Linked DNA regions of Hordeum vulgare: regions 2 and 3 are each linked to region 1. Evidence: chromatin contacts called from public Hi-C data. All regions are on one chromosome and are shown on one strand. The core of a region is the stretch at or near the end of the contact, and the rest is flanking DNA. Distances in the headings are between cores, read along the strand shown.

The links. Hi-C and Micro-C count contacts between places; a contact is called where the count stands out from the background.
Region 2: a contact with region 1 is called in a Hi-C map of seedling, with 4 times the contacts expected there. The contact joins the enhancer-like site here to the promoter of LOC123425286 in region 1. A contact is called at or near these places in 4 of 6 Hi-C or Micro-C datasets (leaf and seedling).
Region 3: a contact with region 1 is called in a Hi-C map of leaf, with 4 times the contacts expected there. The contact joins the promoter of LOC123425288 here to the promoter of LOC123425286 in region 1. A contact is called at or near these places in 2 of 6 Hi-C or Micro-C datasets (leaf and seedling).

The regions. Positions count from the first base shown.
Region 1 is chr2H:96,256,351-96,260,933 of MorexV3_pseudomolecules_assembly, forward strand. LOC123425286 reads right to left here and starts at 2,583. Exons shown (of 7, transcript XM_045108967.1): 1 at 2,462-2,583; 2 at 1,004-1,072; 3 at 824-894; 4 at 165-213; 5 at 1-92. The coding sequence starts at 1,052.
Region 2 is chr2H:96,760,616-96,765,198 of MorexV3_pseudomolecules_assembly, forward strand. No RefSeq gene overlaps it. Among protein-coding and RNA genes, the nearest start is that of TRNAK-UUU, 43 kb to the left of the region's middle. Within about 2 kb of position 2,351, at least 3 of the 3 cell types and tissues checked have open chromatin away from gene starts, as enhancers often do. A contact at or near this core is called in leaf and seedling, where this site is marked.
Region 3 is chr2H:96,602,368-96,606,950 of MorexV3_pseudomolecules_assembly, forward strand. It overlaps LOC123425288 (E3 ubiquitin-protein ligase EL5-like), which reads left to right and starts at 2,094. Exons shown (of 1, transcript XM_045108970.1): 1 at 2,094-3,334. The coding sequence starts at 2,297. The coding sequence ends at 3,103.

The DNA of each region.
Region 1 (4,583 bases), core at 1,333-3,832:
TGCCCGCTTTTCTGTACGACGAAGGAGACGCTCTGCATCTTCCTCAGCCTCCATTTGCTCTTTAAGGTAGAGCAAATCATCACTGTCCAATGCTGAACAACATCAAAGTAAACAAGGTTAACAAGGAGCCAGCATGAATTCTTCATTAAAGAAGCATGAAGTACCTCCTCGCCCATGAAGGTAGCCTCCCCGCTCACCAGCAACATCCTGCATCTGTTGGCATCAACCGCCCAGTAGAAAGCCAGAATCCCTGTCAGGGCATGTTATCAGAACATCGTAAATCAATGCCTATTGGAGGCACACTGAGTAATGGGACCAATTTTTCAAGAATAGTGAGTAATCTCAATGGCCAAAAGCCCACAACCGCCAGCAAGTTAAATACTGTTCCGAACACAACACCAATCGGAGCAGATAATGCATGCTACCTAAACCTAACACAACCTTAATCTTTTTCCTGACCCATTGAACGATTTCTCACAATCCAAAGTAAATTCCCTGAATTTAAGCTCATTGGTACAAACATATCAAGGCCTTCTGTACTTATCTACATCTGTACCAGTCCAAATATAGTGCATATTCCAAGCAGCAAGCACAATACCGTGTCAAAACTCAAAAACAGATCTCTTTTCTTTCCATGACCCTCATTCAAATATCAAAACTATCCAATATTCAAATGTGATATTCGATAATGTAACTTAGATTTTGGAAGCTAAAGTAATTCCCTAAAAATAAGATACCTACCAGGACAGTGCTACTAAGTAATGATAACTCAATTTATTCACAATTTAATCAGAATTATTTTTGCAAGAGCATTCCGGTTAACCTTTGCTACCATGCGCTGGAAGGTGACATCCTCATCATCGATCTTGTCCTTTCCCTTCCCATACTTTCTATCTGCATATGCATAAGCCCAAAGGTGATGATTTAAGAAAATGTCCAATAAACCAAAAAGGAGAAGAATCACTTGTCCACACTGGGACTGGAGAATGATGAAATCACTAACCTTTGGGGTCGCTGAGGTTAGTGTACTCACGAACCTCACGTCCAGACATGTCTGAGAGCTCGGCTGGCCCTATTTATATTCAGATCCAACATTAGGTACAATTTTTCAAACCGAGAAGGGTAAAAGTTTGAACAGAGTTTTTTTTTGACAAAACCAATAATTAGTATAGGAAAAACAATAAAAAGAACCTTCAAAGAGAAATGGTATGACTCAACTGGGTCTAACAATTGGTAATTTCAACCAAAAATGAATTGGTAGTTGAGCTCTTACTGTCTCAAACTACCGTCCAAACACAAATTGTGTTAACTTGTCATGGCCGGCAAATTCTTATTTAGCGATCGTCTGACTTTGTTGTCCGAAAGTACTTTTTCTATAAGACAACTTAACATCTCAGTACATGGTAATTGAATGTGCTATACTGTACAACATTTACAATCTGGACATGTGACAGATACTTCTAAAAACTATTTAAGATGGATCCAATATCCAATATTGGATCCATCTCCTCCTATGACCATTCTATGAGCTCTTACAGTAAAGCACATTCAAAATGAGCATAGGAGATGGATCCAATATTCACTCCTGGTACAGTGGTTTCAGCTCATAAAAAGCAGAATAATTTGGCAGGAGATAATATATGCAAGTGTTTGAGGATGTTTGTTGCAGCTGTGGGCAAGCCTGGGACATGTGATCAAGATGCAGTTTCAGGTGTGGCTGATATGACAATGCAAGGTGCAAACAGGACATAATTAGTGCTGCAGCAAAATCAGCATCAAGGTTGGTGAAGGAATCCCCAAACTGAAGCAGTCATCCAGAGGCAGACTTGATGTGAGGCTTGGGGTTTGGGGGGTACGCCAAACTCGAAATTCATCCGATAAGTAAGTAAATGGGCCGACAATTTGAGTAGTCCTATCCTAAAGAAACACGATGCTCTGCCCTCTCGCTCATCAATTAGAGACAAAAAAAAGGGAGAAATAACTAGCAGCTCAATCAGATCTGAGGCTTGCTCTTCCCTAGCTCTAGGTCATCAGTCTGTTAACTAAGAATGTAATACTACTGCCGCCAATGTAGTCCAATCATTTTCTTCAGGCCTTTTTTGTTCCAAATAACTTGCTTCTACTTGCTGGGTGCCACCCTGCCAACTCCCACTGATGCCAAGCAGGGCACTCCAATTTAACCAATTGTGCATTAATACTTTGAATTTAGTAGTAATGCGAGAGCTTGGAGTGGGCGGAGCCGATGCATACTCAACCCTAGCCGTTAAGGCAAACTGGCTCGGTAAATATAATGAGAGGACGAAATAACAGAGTCAATACGGCAATATACGCAGTAACATGCTACTCTTAACCCTAGGTTTGGCAGGGGCAGTGGAGGCGCGCGCATCCACCCGCCTGAGATGGTGGGCAGCGGGGAGGGAGGGCGATGGCCGACGGAGAAACCGAGGAAGGCGAGGCCTACCCGATGCAGTGCGTCGGAGAGAGGTGGGCGGTGCGGCGGCGGTGGAGTCCAACTTGCGGCGGACCGGGGAGAGCGTGTCGCCGTGTCGCTATGGAGGCAGAGGGACGCCGCTGACCGCTTGGCACGGAGAGAGAGGGAGGAGAGGAAAATAAACGTAGGGATCGTCCCGGAACGCTGATCGTTTCCTCGGGCCGGCCCAGGCCCATCAGGCCTCGTTTGCCATTCGGGGATTCACGACTTTGAGAGGAAAATCCCCGCGAGGGTCACAAACCTCATAGAACCTCATGCATCTATTTGATAAGAGGGGTTTGCTTAGCCGAATCCCCTCTATTTCCCGTCAAACTCTTTCTATCCATGTGTTTCAGGACCCTCCTCGAGGGACTGGTGGAAACAAACCCCGAGGGATTTGAGAGGATTGGATGGAAGGAAGGGATTCATCAAATCCCCTCCTCCCCAAACCTCCCCAATCCATTTCTACCAAACAAAGCCTCAGCGGTCGGACATTCCTTCTTCGATCTGTTTTTCCCAAATTCACTAATCAGTATACTTCCCTGATGCAGATCTTCTCAAAGCTGAGCTTGTAAGCTGATCTTGATGGACGAGACATGTTTGAGGCAAGGGATCATCCGCAGAGTTGAAAACGAAAACACTATGGGCATTTGGAGACACAACTGGCTACCACGGACAGGGGATGATGAGGCCTATATCTTCACTAATTCTAACCCACCGTGCTTTGTGTCCGAGTTGATAAGTACATCGGAGGCAGCATGGAATGAACAGCTCATATGTCAGGTATTCTTGCCAATTGATGCTGAGTCGATTCTTTCCATTTCATTATGCATAAGAAATATTGAAGACTTCTGGGTGTGGAACGGTGAGAAGCACAGAATGTTTTCGGTGAAGTTTGCATAGAGAATAATCTTGCAAACAAAAATTACAAGGGGAGAACTGGATTGATGAGCGAGAGGGTGCATCACGCAATGGCCAGCAAAGCAATGAATGGACACAAATGTGGGGTGTTGATGTTCCTTCCAAGGTTAAACTGTTTCCGTGAAGGATTGTGCAAAGCTCTGTTCCCACCTTCGACCTGCTCCACCATAGGAACATGTTCACCTCGGATGCATGTTGGTTTTGCGGTGAAAGGGACTCCTGGAGGCGTGCCTTGATAAATTGTTCGATAGCGAGAAGTGTCTAGGCATTGGCAGATGAGGAGCTGGTTGAGCAGATGTGCCAACATGATATGGACAATGCAAGGGATTATATATTTTTACTGATGAAACAACTACCTCATCACCTCTTCGTTCGTATGGTGATCACATTTTGGGCTATATGGTTCGCGAGGCGAATGGCGATTTATGAAGACATCTTTCCAAGCTCTATGTTGACGCATCTTTTTTATCCTGTCTTACCGCAACGAGATAGAAATCATCAAGAAACCTAACACATCTCCAGCCAGTGTCGGCACCGCGAGGACTAGCGTCTGGATTCCGCCACCTTTTGGCACGGTCAAGATTAATGTAGATGTGGCAGTGGTTGGGAGAAGGGGCGTCGGCTCGGTTGTTATCGTCTGCAAGGACAGGGATGGAGCTTTTCTGGGGGGGCTCGACCATTGTCTTTTGTGGTATCTCAGACCCGACTACATTGGAAGCTCTAGCAGTAAGAGAATCTATGGCGCTTATAGAGGACGTGAACTTACAATACATCTATATGGCGTCCGACTGCAAGGTGGTGGTTGAAGATATAAAGAGAAAGAGCGGCACGGAATATGGTGCCATTATTCATGAGACTATACGTTCTTCTTCTAGTTTTCCTAGCTGTAATTTCGTCTATGAGTTTAGGAGCTCAAATGTCAAGGCTCATAATTTAGCGAAACATGCGTTGAAACTGGAGTGGGGTCGTCATGTTTGCTTAGGTCACCCCGGTAATCTTCCATTCGTCCATGTAAACACTATGACGACTTTATAAAGCTTCACGGATTGTCTAAAAAACTAATTGAAGAGTACATCTTTCAAAGACCACTCTCATCTTCTCACTTTGTGACAAGTGGTGCACTGCATACGTGCTACTTGTTGCAACCTAAGAGATTTCATTTTTTTTCGTACATTCGTTTTTTAAACGTTTT
Region 2 (4,583 bases), core at 1,101-3,600, 500 kb after region 1:
AATTTGAAAAACATTCATAGAATTTGAAAAAAATCACCGAATTTGAAAAAGAAATATCATTTTTTCCAAAATTTCACTAAATTTGAAAAGAAAACATGTATGTTTTAAAAAAGTTCGTTCAACTGAAAAAGAAAATCACAAATCTTTAAAAAGTTCATCCATTTCAAAAAAAGTTCATCCAATACAGAAGAATATCGAATTTCACAAAAGTTCATCAAAATTTGAAAAAAATGATCGATATCTAAAAAGTTCATAGAATTTTACTAAAAATTCAGAAACTTGGAAAAAGGTTAAGTGATTTGGAAAAAGTTTTCCGGTAGGAATAAAAGTTCATCAAAAAGGCAACACTTTTTCAAAAATGAAAAATTGTATAAAAAAGGGAAATGAAAACGTAATAAAAAGAGTGAAGGAAAGAAACAAAAAATGAAAAGAGAAAAACCAAAGAAAAAACAGTCCTGGAAAACCCTAAATTTAAACAAACCATGTAGAAAGCTTCGAGAAGCTTCACTAAACCGGAAAAACATCCCGCCCGCTGGAACTTACATGGTCGGTCTATGACCGAAAGCTACAGGCGTCGGTTAAGAAAAATGCACTTTAACCGACACTTGCAGTGCCTAATAGGATTTACCATCCTATACCACACTTTCTGCGTCGTGGAGCGAGTTGGCGCTTACAGAATTGCTAACTTGGGCTGGCCCACGAACGCGTAGTGTGCGAAAAAACAGCAAATATAGTTGCTTCCTCTAGGATTTGAATTCGTGTCGTGCATTACGGGACGAGCTTGTCTAGCCACTAAAGCTATTACATTGTAGTGATTGATAATAGCGACCACGTTATAAGAACTACTCTGGATGCATTATTTATTGTATTGTACCTTTTAGATTTCTGAATTCCCTAAATAACAGATTTCTGAATTTATAGAAAAACATGAATTTGAAAAGTTGCGACAATTTTCGAAACAATTCATCATGTTTGCAGAAAGAGTTCACAAACTTGAACAAAGTTCATCGATTTTGAAAAAAAAACATCAAAAAAGAAAATAGTTCATCAATTTGGTAAAAGGTTCATGAAACAATGAAAAACATTCGTTGATGTACACGAATAGTTCACATAAATTGGAAACAGTTCATCTATTTGCAAAAACAAAAATCCATCAAGTTTGAAACAAAGTTCATTAATTCTGAAAATTTCACAAAATTGTCAAAAGTTTCATTCATTTGAAAAATAGTTCACACCAAAAAAAAGCTGCTGACCTGTTTTACCACACACAAAAAACTGCTGACAAGTCGTGGTTGACGGGTAAAGCGTTCACTTTTGAAAAAAACTGTAAAAGGGAATAAAAATGTGAATTCAAAAACATACATTAAAATTCCAGAAAGGTAAGCAAGGTTAAGAAAAAAAAATCGAAATTGAAAAAAAAATCATCGGATTCAAAAAAAGTTTATCGAATTTAAGAAAAAGTTAATCAGATTTATAAAAAGTTAAACGATTTTAAAAAAATTCATTGAATTTGACAGAATTTCAGAGAATTTATAAATATGTTCATTGATTTTCAAAATACATTACCAAATTCGACAGAAAGTTCATCAATTTGGGAAAAAATCACAAAATTTCAAAGAGAATTTATCACAATTTGAAAAACAGTGATTGAAAATAAAAATTCAGGTATTTCCAAAAACAATCAATGAATCAGGATGAAAATGAAAAAAGGAAAACAAATAACCAAAAAAAGAAAAAGGGAAAAGAAAGAATAAAATACGTAGAAAGTTCAGTTTTAACACATCCCGATGGGGTGCCATATTGGTTCCACAAGTATAACTTTGTCAGGGTGGTCGCGGATTTGAATCTCACTTTACGCACTTTTGTTTTTGCGAGATTAAATAAAGAAAAATAAAACCCAGATGGATAGGCCCATCGCGGGAGTGCTGCACGCGCGCGTTTGAAAAAACTGTACTAACGGGCACGTATAGCGCCAAATAGGGTTTTCCAGTTTGTGAGGGCTTAGGGCTTGGTGTGGAAATAAGCGGGGCCTCCCCTGTTTATTGTAGAATAGGCGATTTCAAAAATAAACCCCCTCACTTGAGGAAATAACAGAAGCCTGCTAGTTAAATCTTTATTAGTGGACTTCTAAAGTGAAAATTTAAATTAGACTTCTAAAGTGAAAATTTAGATTGGACTTATAAAGTGAAAATTTAGATTAGGCTTATAGCGATCTCTAAGGAGAGGAAGAGGCAGCTCTATACGTTGCCTATGCGTGTCTCGTTGCGTTGAAATGTCAAGGGAACACATAGGCATTGCCCACGGAGCACGGGACTTGGGCCGGCCCACTTTAGAGCGCAAGCAAGTGGGATAAGCTCTTACGCAGCGCTGCACGCGCCCGTTAACAATCCGGCACGATGCTAGCATGTGTCCGCCCATTGGAGTGCTGTCCAGTTTTGTTTACTTTTTTGGTACAACAAATTATATAAAATCATACAAGGTTTACAGATTTAAAGAAAAAGGTCCATCCATTAGAAGACAAATCATATCTTTCAAAAAGGTTCGTCAATTTTGAAAAAAATCATTAATTTGAAAAACAAAATCATTCAAAATGTTCAATATATTTGAAAAATGTTCATAAATACTAAAACAACTAATGGATTTTTGTTAAAGTTCATTGAACTGAAAAAGTTCATCCATTTTCAAAAAGGTGTTCATCAAATTTCAAAACAATCATCGATATTCAAAGAAGTTCATAAATCTTCAATAGTATTCGTCGATATTTCAAAAAAGCTCATCAATATTCAAATAAGTTCACGGATTGTTTTTTTTTAAAAAGCGTTATAGGGGCCTATAAGGCACGGGCCAGTTGAAACGCCACAGGCGTCAGTTAACAAAAGTGCACGTTAACTAGCGGCCTCGGCGCCAAGTGGGTGCAAACCGTTTCTTGAAACTTTCTAGAAGGTTTCCTAAACAGGGTTTTTACTGTTTAATTTTTTCACCATGTTTTTTTGCCGTTTCTTCTGTATTTTTTCCATTCTTCCTTTTTCCATTATTTTCATTATATTTCTTTTGGCTTATAAAAGGTAAAATATTATTGTGTTTCTTTTTAAAAAAAAATGCTTTACTTTTTCGATTTATTTTTTCATTTTTCAATTTTCACATGTCTTCAAAAAAATGTTCGTGGGATTACTATAATGTCGGCAATTTTCCAAAAACAATTGTGATTCCATGTCTATGCGTGTATTTAGAACTATATTTATATTTCAATAAACTATTCAGGTATTCAAATTTGTTCGGGATTTTCAAAAACTGTTCACGTTTTCCAAAATTTGTCCCCACTCTCTTCTTCTATTTATTTTTATTTTCTTTTTTACTCTTTCTATTTCCTTTTTATTTTCTCTCCTTTCTCGTGTTTTTGTTTCTTCTTTTTCAATTTTCGTTTTCTTTTTTCCGTTTCCTATCGTTCTTTTAAATGTTCGTGTCTTTCTAAATTTATTCACAAATGTCAAAAAATGGTCTTGTTACCAAAAACTATTTATGTTTTCCATCAGTTTCAGAAAAATGATTTCGTTTGCATAAAATGTTTGTAATTTTCAAAAATATTTGCAATTTCTGTAAATAAAATGTTTGTGTTTCTTTAAAATGTAGAATAATCGAAAAAATATCGCGTTTTGAAATGATTAAAATGTTCAGGATTTTTAAAAATTGTTCGAGTTTTCAGAAATTGTTCCGAGTATTTTGGTTCTACGTTTAAAAAATGCCCCAAATATTACCGTTCAAAATTACCTCAACTTTTCAAAAAATGTTCCTGTTTTTAATAAAAGTCTTCATAATATTTTAAAAATGTTCATCTTTCCATTTTTTGTATTTTCAAATAATGCTCTTGTTTCAGAAATTGTTTGCAAATTTAGAAAATGTTAGTTTAAAGACAACCCTATGGCTCGTGTCGGTTGCCGTACCATCGACGTGCAAGTCGATATTAACTATTACAACATGATCATCTCATACATCCAATGTATCACATCACATCGTTGGCCATATCACATCACAAGCAACCCTGCAAAAACAAGTTAGACGTCCTCTAATTGTTGTTGCATGTTTTACGTGGTGACCATGGGTATCTAGTAGGATCGCATATTACTTACGCAAACAGCACAACGGAGATATATGAATTGCTATTTAACCTCATCCAAGGACCTCCTCGGTCAAATCCGATTCAACTAAAGTTGGAGAAACTGACACTCGTCGGTCATCTTTGAGCAACGGAGTTACTCGTAGCGATGAAACCAGTCTCTCGTAAGCGTACGAGTAATGTCGGTCCGAGCCGCTTCGATCCAACAATACCGCGGAATCAAGAAAAGACTAAGGAGGGCAGCAAAACAGACATCACCACCCACAAAAACTTTTGTGTTCTACTCGAGAAGACCTCTACGCATGAACCTAGCTCATGATGCCACTGTTGGGGAATGTCGCATGGGAAACAAAAAATTTCCTACGCGCACGAAGACCTATCATGGTGATGTCCATCTACGAGAGGGGATTTCCGATCTATGTACCCTTGTAGATCGCACAACAGAAGCGTTAGTGAACGCGGTTGATGT
Region 3 (4,583 bases), core at 844-3,343, 350 kb after region 1:
CAATAAGTTTCTGAAAACAAACACCCTCTAAGGCCCGCAGTCTTGTCCCAAATAAAAAGTTAAGGCTCGCAGTCAGCATGCTACGCGACCGGATGATTTGCAGTGCAAAATCGGCAAAAAGAAACAGCAGCCAACTTGCACGAAATCACGCGAGTACCCGGCCTGCACGCTCGGGATTTCAGAAGCGGCGTTCCTTTCCTGTCCAGAACCGCAAAACCACCGGAAGAAAGGCACCCGCTCTTTTTTCTTTTGTTTTCCCGTTGTGCAGCAAAGCCGCTTTGGAGCCGTCAGCGGCCCGGGCCGGGCCGGCCGGTCAAAGGCAACGGCAGAGCGATCCACGGAGGAGCATCAGCGCGCCTGCGCGCGGCCTCCCGCATGATGGACGCGTGCGTGCCGCACTTTCCCCCCGGGGTTTCAGCCGACCCGATTCAAAAGTCTAGGAGACACCACGCAGATTTTTCAACAACGGCGGAATCATCATCATGGGCGTCATCAGCAGGGCAGCAGCGCACGGGGCCGGAGACCGCGCGCGTCACTGTCCTCCCCCGCTCCCCCGCGCGCGTCCGTCCGTGCCGTCGCTGCCAAAGCCCGGGCGCCGGACATGGGTCGCCGGCCAGCCGCGTTCGTGGGCTAGCTGCCGCCCCTGACCCCGACGGCGAGTCGGCTGCCGATGCAGCGAACCCAAGGGATGAGAGATGGGCAACTTGTTGGCAGCACTAGTAGTTCTCGGGTTTATCTGGAGAGTTTTATTCGATCGATACAAGTCTTTTTCTGCGGAGATGATAGTTACTAATCAAATCAATTCAAGCCTTATTAGTGCTGTACAGGAACATCACATGCATGCATGTGGCGTTCGATCGGTCGCGCCCGTCGGAGGCCGGACGCGAGTACGTTTTCGACGGGGCGTTATGTGACCAAGTAGTAACCATCCAAACTAAGCTATATTCTTGTTAACGAGGTTCAGATGGCTTGGTACTTAGATATGCCGGTCAACTTTCCCGGAATTCCCAGCCAAGTAAGATAAGGCGGCTTGGTACTCTTACTTAACTTAACTTGGGATGGAGCCACACTCAACCAATCCAGTTGCTTCCAGGAAACGCCGAGCCGATGCCGCCACGACCACACGGACAGGACCAATTCGCGCATTCGTTCGTTCGCCCGGTCGGGTTCGAATTGAATTCGATCGCTCGCTTGTGCGCTCCGGAGACGCATACCCGCAACGGGAAAGGGACAGCAAGGAGAAGAAGGGGGGCAACAAACCGCTATACCGAACCAACCAACCAACGAAACGAACGAACGAACCTCCCGCGATGTGTGGTCCACCCGTTGCGATGGATGGATGGAGTCCGGGGCGGGGCACCCTGGCTTGGCTTGGCTGATGCCCGCTCCAGCTCCATTGCTTCAAGCACATCGGTCCACGTATCCACGTCAAGCTATCTATCTATCGGGCCCGGGACCCGGCGTGTGACACGCGCTGCCGGCATACGGCCCACGTTTCCTGGCCCTGGCAGTTGGGTTCGTCCAAATGTGTCCCCTGATCCGGCGGTGTGTCCTGCAGCAAACCAGCCACGAAATAAATCAGCATGATCATCAGACCAGGGTACAACTAGTAGTAAAATAATTCGTGTCAGTTCACTGGGGGGCTGCGTGTCAGTCAGCCTGTCAGTGGATCTGTGACTGCCTCTGCTCTTTATATTATTTTAACTGGCGCCACGTACGGGGCCGCGTGTGCGTCGACCGGTCGGTTTCAGGGGGTTTACCGACGTGGTGTGTGGTTGCACCAACACCAAATCGTTGGCGCAACCGTGCAGCGGCGCGCGGGGCGGGAGATTGGTCGACGGGGATGGCCGTGGCGGGGAGGTCCGTCCAACGAACGAACCCACTCGGGTCATGCCCGCTCCGCTCAGGCTCAGCACCTATGGCTCGCGTCAACATATTTGAAAACCGTCGCCATCCGAGCTTTCCCTCCACAGTTCGCCCGTTCGCTCACCCTCTCCTCCAAATCCCCACACAAGTTTTCTTCTTCTCCTCCTCCCTCTTATCCTCTCCGGCCACCGTATAAGTAGCAGCGCGCGCTCCATTACGTTAAATCCCATTCCCACCTCGAAAACCTCCAGCCCGAGCCAGAGCCAAAGCCCGCTTGTGCACGCACGCACGCGCTGCCTAGAAGCTTGCGAGGACGAGGAGCATATTCCGAGGAGAGCGAGCAGAGGCCGGCTGCTGCTGTCGTTTGCACCAGGGGCGAGGCGATTCTTGTTACTTGTTGGAAGAGGAAGCGAGGGTGGTGGTGGTGTTCATGGCGGTGACGGCGACGACGGCGGCGGCGGCGGCCACCATGCTGGCGGCCGTGATGGCCATCTTCCTCTCCTTCGTGCTCTGCTTCTACATATTCCTCTGCGCCAAGAGGTCCCGGGGCGGCGCGCCGCCGCCGCCGGGGAGCGGCGTGATGGCGCACCTGCGCTACCTGTTCTGCGGCGGGGACGGGCGGGCCGGCGCCGGGGACGGCGTCGCACCGTGGTTCTACGACGGGGGCCTGGACGACGCGTCGATGGCGTCGCTGCCCCGCCGGGAGGTGGCCAAGGGGGAGGCCATGGACTGCGCGGTCTGCATCACGGAGCTCGCCACCGGGGACACGGCGCGCGTGCTGCCCCGCTGCGGCCACGGCTTCCACGTCGACTGCGTCGACATGTGGCTCAGGTCGCACTCCACCTGCCCGCTCTGCCGCTGCCCCGCCGTCGACGCGCCGCCCCTGCCGCCCGCGCCCGTCCAGGCGCCCGAGGCCGACCAGGAGTCGCCCAACTTCCCCACCAACGTCCTCTTCTTCGGCTCCCAGGACGACGTCAGCACCGGCCGCGCGCAACCGCAGACCCCCGCCGCAACCACACCTCAACCAGCGCCTGCTCCCTCTCAACCGCAAGCGCAGCCGCCGCCCGCCGGGGCGTCGTGCGGGCTGCGGCGGCTTCTCGGGTGTGGCGGCGCGTCGCCGCCCCCGCCGCCGCAGGAGGAGGACGCGGCAAGGGACATAGAGATGGGGCTCGCCGGCGGCGAGAGCAGCGCGTCGTCGAGGCAGGCGAAGCCGCAGCAGCCGGCGGGCTCATGCTGACGCCCCGGCTGCCACGGTGGACTTTTCCTCCCCCCAACCTTTCTGCGATGTGCCGTCTTCCTTGCGTGGCGTCATCGCAAGTTTTCCCAGTGTCTCCCTTACTCTTACTCGGTCTCGGAGTAAAAAAAAGCTGTACAGATTTTTATAGACGTGTGATGTACATGTGGATAGGATGATCATGTTCCGGCATGACACCACAGGAAAAGAGAAGAAAACAACTTTGCCTGCCTACATTTCGTCGTTCCTTCTCATTCTTTGTACAACTTGCAAGCGGTCAATTCAGCTGCGGCAGCGACAGCAACCCACTAATACCGTTATTCAGTTACTTCCATTCTCTGTCGAGTAGCACTAACTGCAACTGCAAACTGCAAGCCTGCATGCAGCCGTAAGCAGTGCTGATACTAGTAGTAGTATATTCATTCACCCTGCCGAACTTGTTGTCCGGCTCTTGTTTTCCTCTGGCCACCGGTTGCGAATGTCAAAATTGTGCCGAAATTGTCATATCACTCTCCCTCATAATGCAGCATCTGTCAAGAGCCTGCAGGGACCTCGCTACGCACGTACGCGCCAAAACTGGGGATTTGACATGCGATAAGCTGAGAAGAACATGTATGACTGCCCTCCATTGTTCGCCAACTCCGCATGTACGCCGCATTATCAACCACCGGTCCACCATCACCATATAGCCAACTGATGCACTAATCAACCACTATACTCCTGAAAAGAAAATAACAAATCCAGGATTTCTTCTGCATAATTGTTCCATTGGTGCTTTTCAAAGGAAAGAGGTTGTTTCGTTAACCCGATTTGGTTGGCTCCTAGTTGGTCTAAAAGAAGTGGGTTGACATGTAAGATAGTTGAGTTTTCGGTTTCTTTTTCGTTTTTTAAGGAAAAATGATAGTTGAGTTAGCAGCAAGCATGGTGACGCCGGGTAGTTGGCCAAACAAGCAACAAGGACAGCAAAATCAACCCAACAATTTGGAGATAGCTCAGCTAATCGCTCGCTCGCAAATTAGTTATCTCATATGCATATGGTATGATGCTACCACCCGATTTTCCCTTTCGAACGAAGAAAAGTGAGTACTAGTATATGTGGGAGGGAGGCCCCATGACCATGGCGTAGGAAGAAAATTCTGGTTTGCCACTGCCACCAGCGGATAGGTATCTGACGTACGTGTCCTTCTCAGGCCTCGCCGTCGCACAAACAGGACGAATGCGAATACATCAGCATCGATCACACGCACACACATAAAATAAAAATCTTCGCTTCTTTTCATATTTGCTTGGCTCGCTCGTCTATCCATGGCTTCTTCTTTAGCAGATAATATGTGACGCTCGCGAGATGCTCTGCTCAACATGATAATGGAATCGCTGCAACAAAACTGATGATGCTTCATAATAATTGCAGCTTGGCTTACCAACTCTGCAAGCGCCTTGCTTGGCGAGCTCACTCAAACCATTCAATCCAAGATGGGAGATC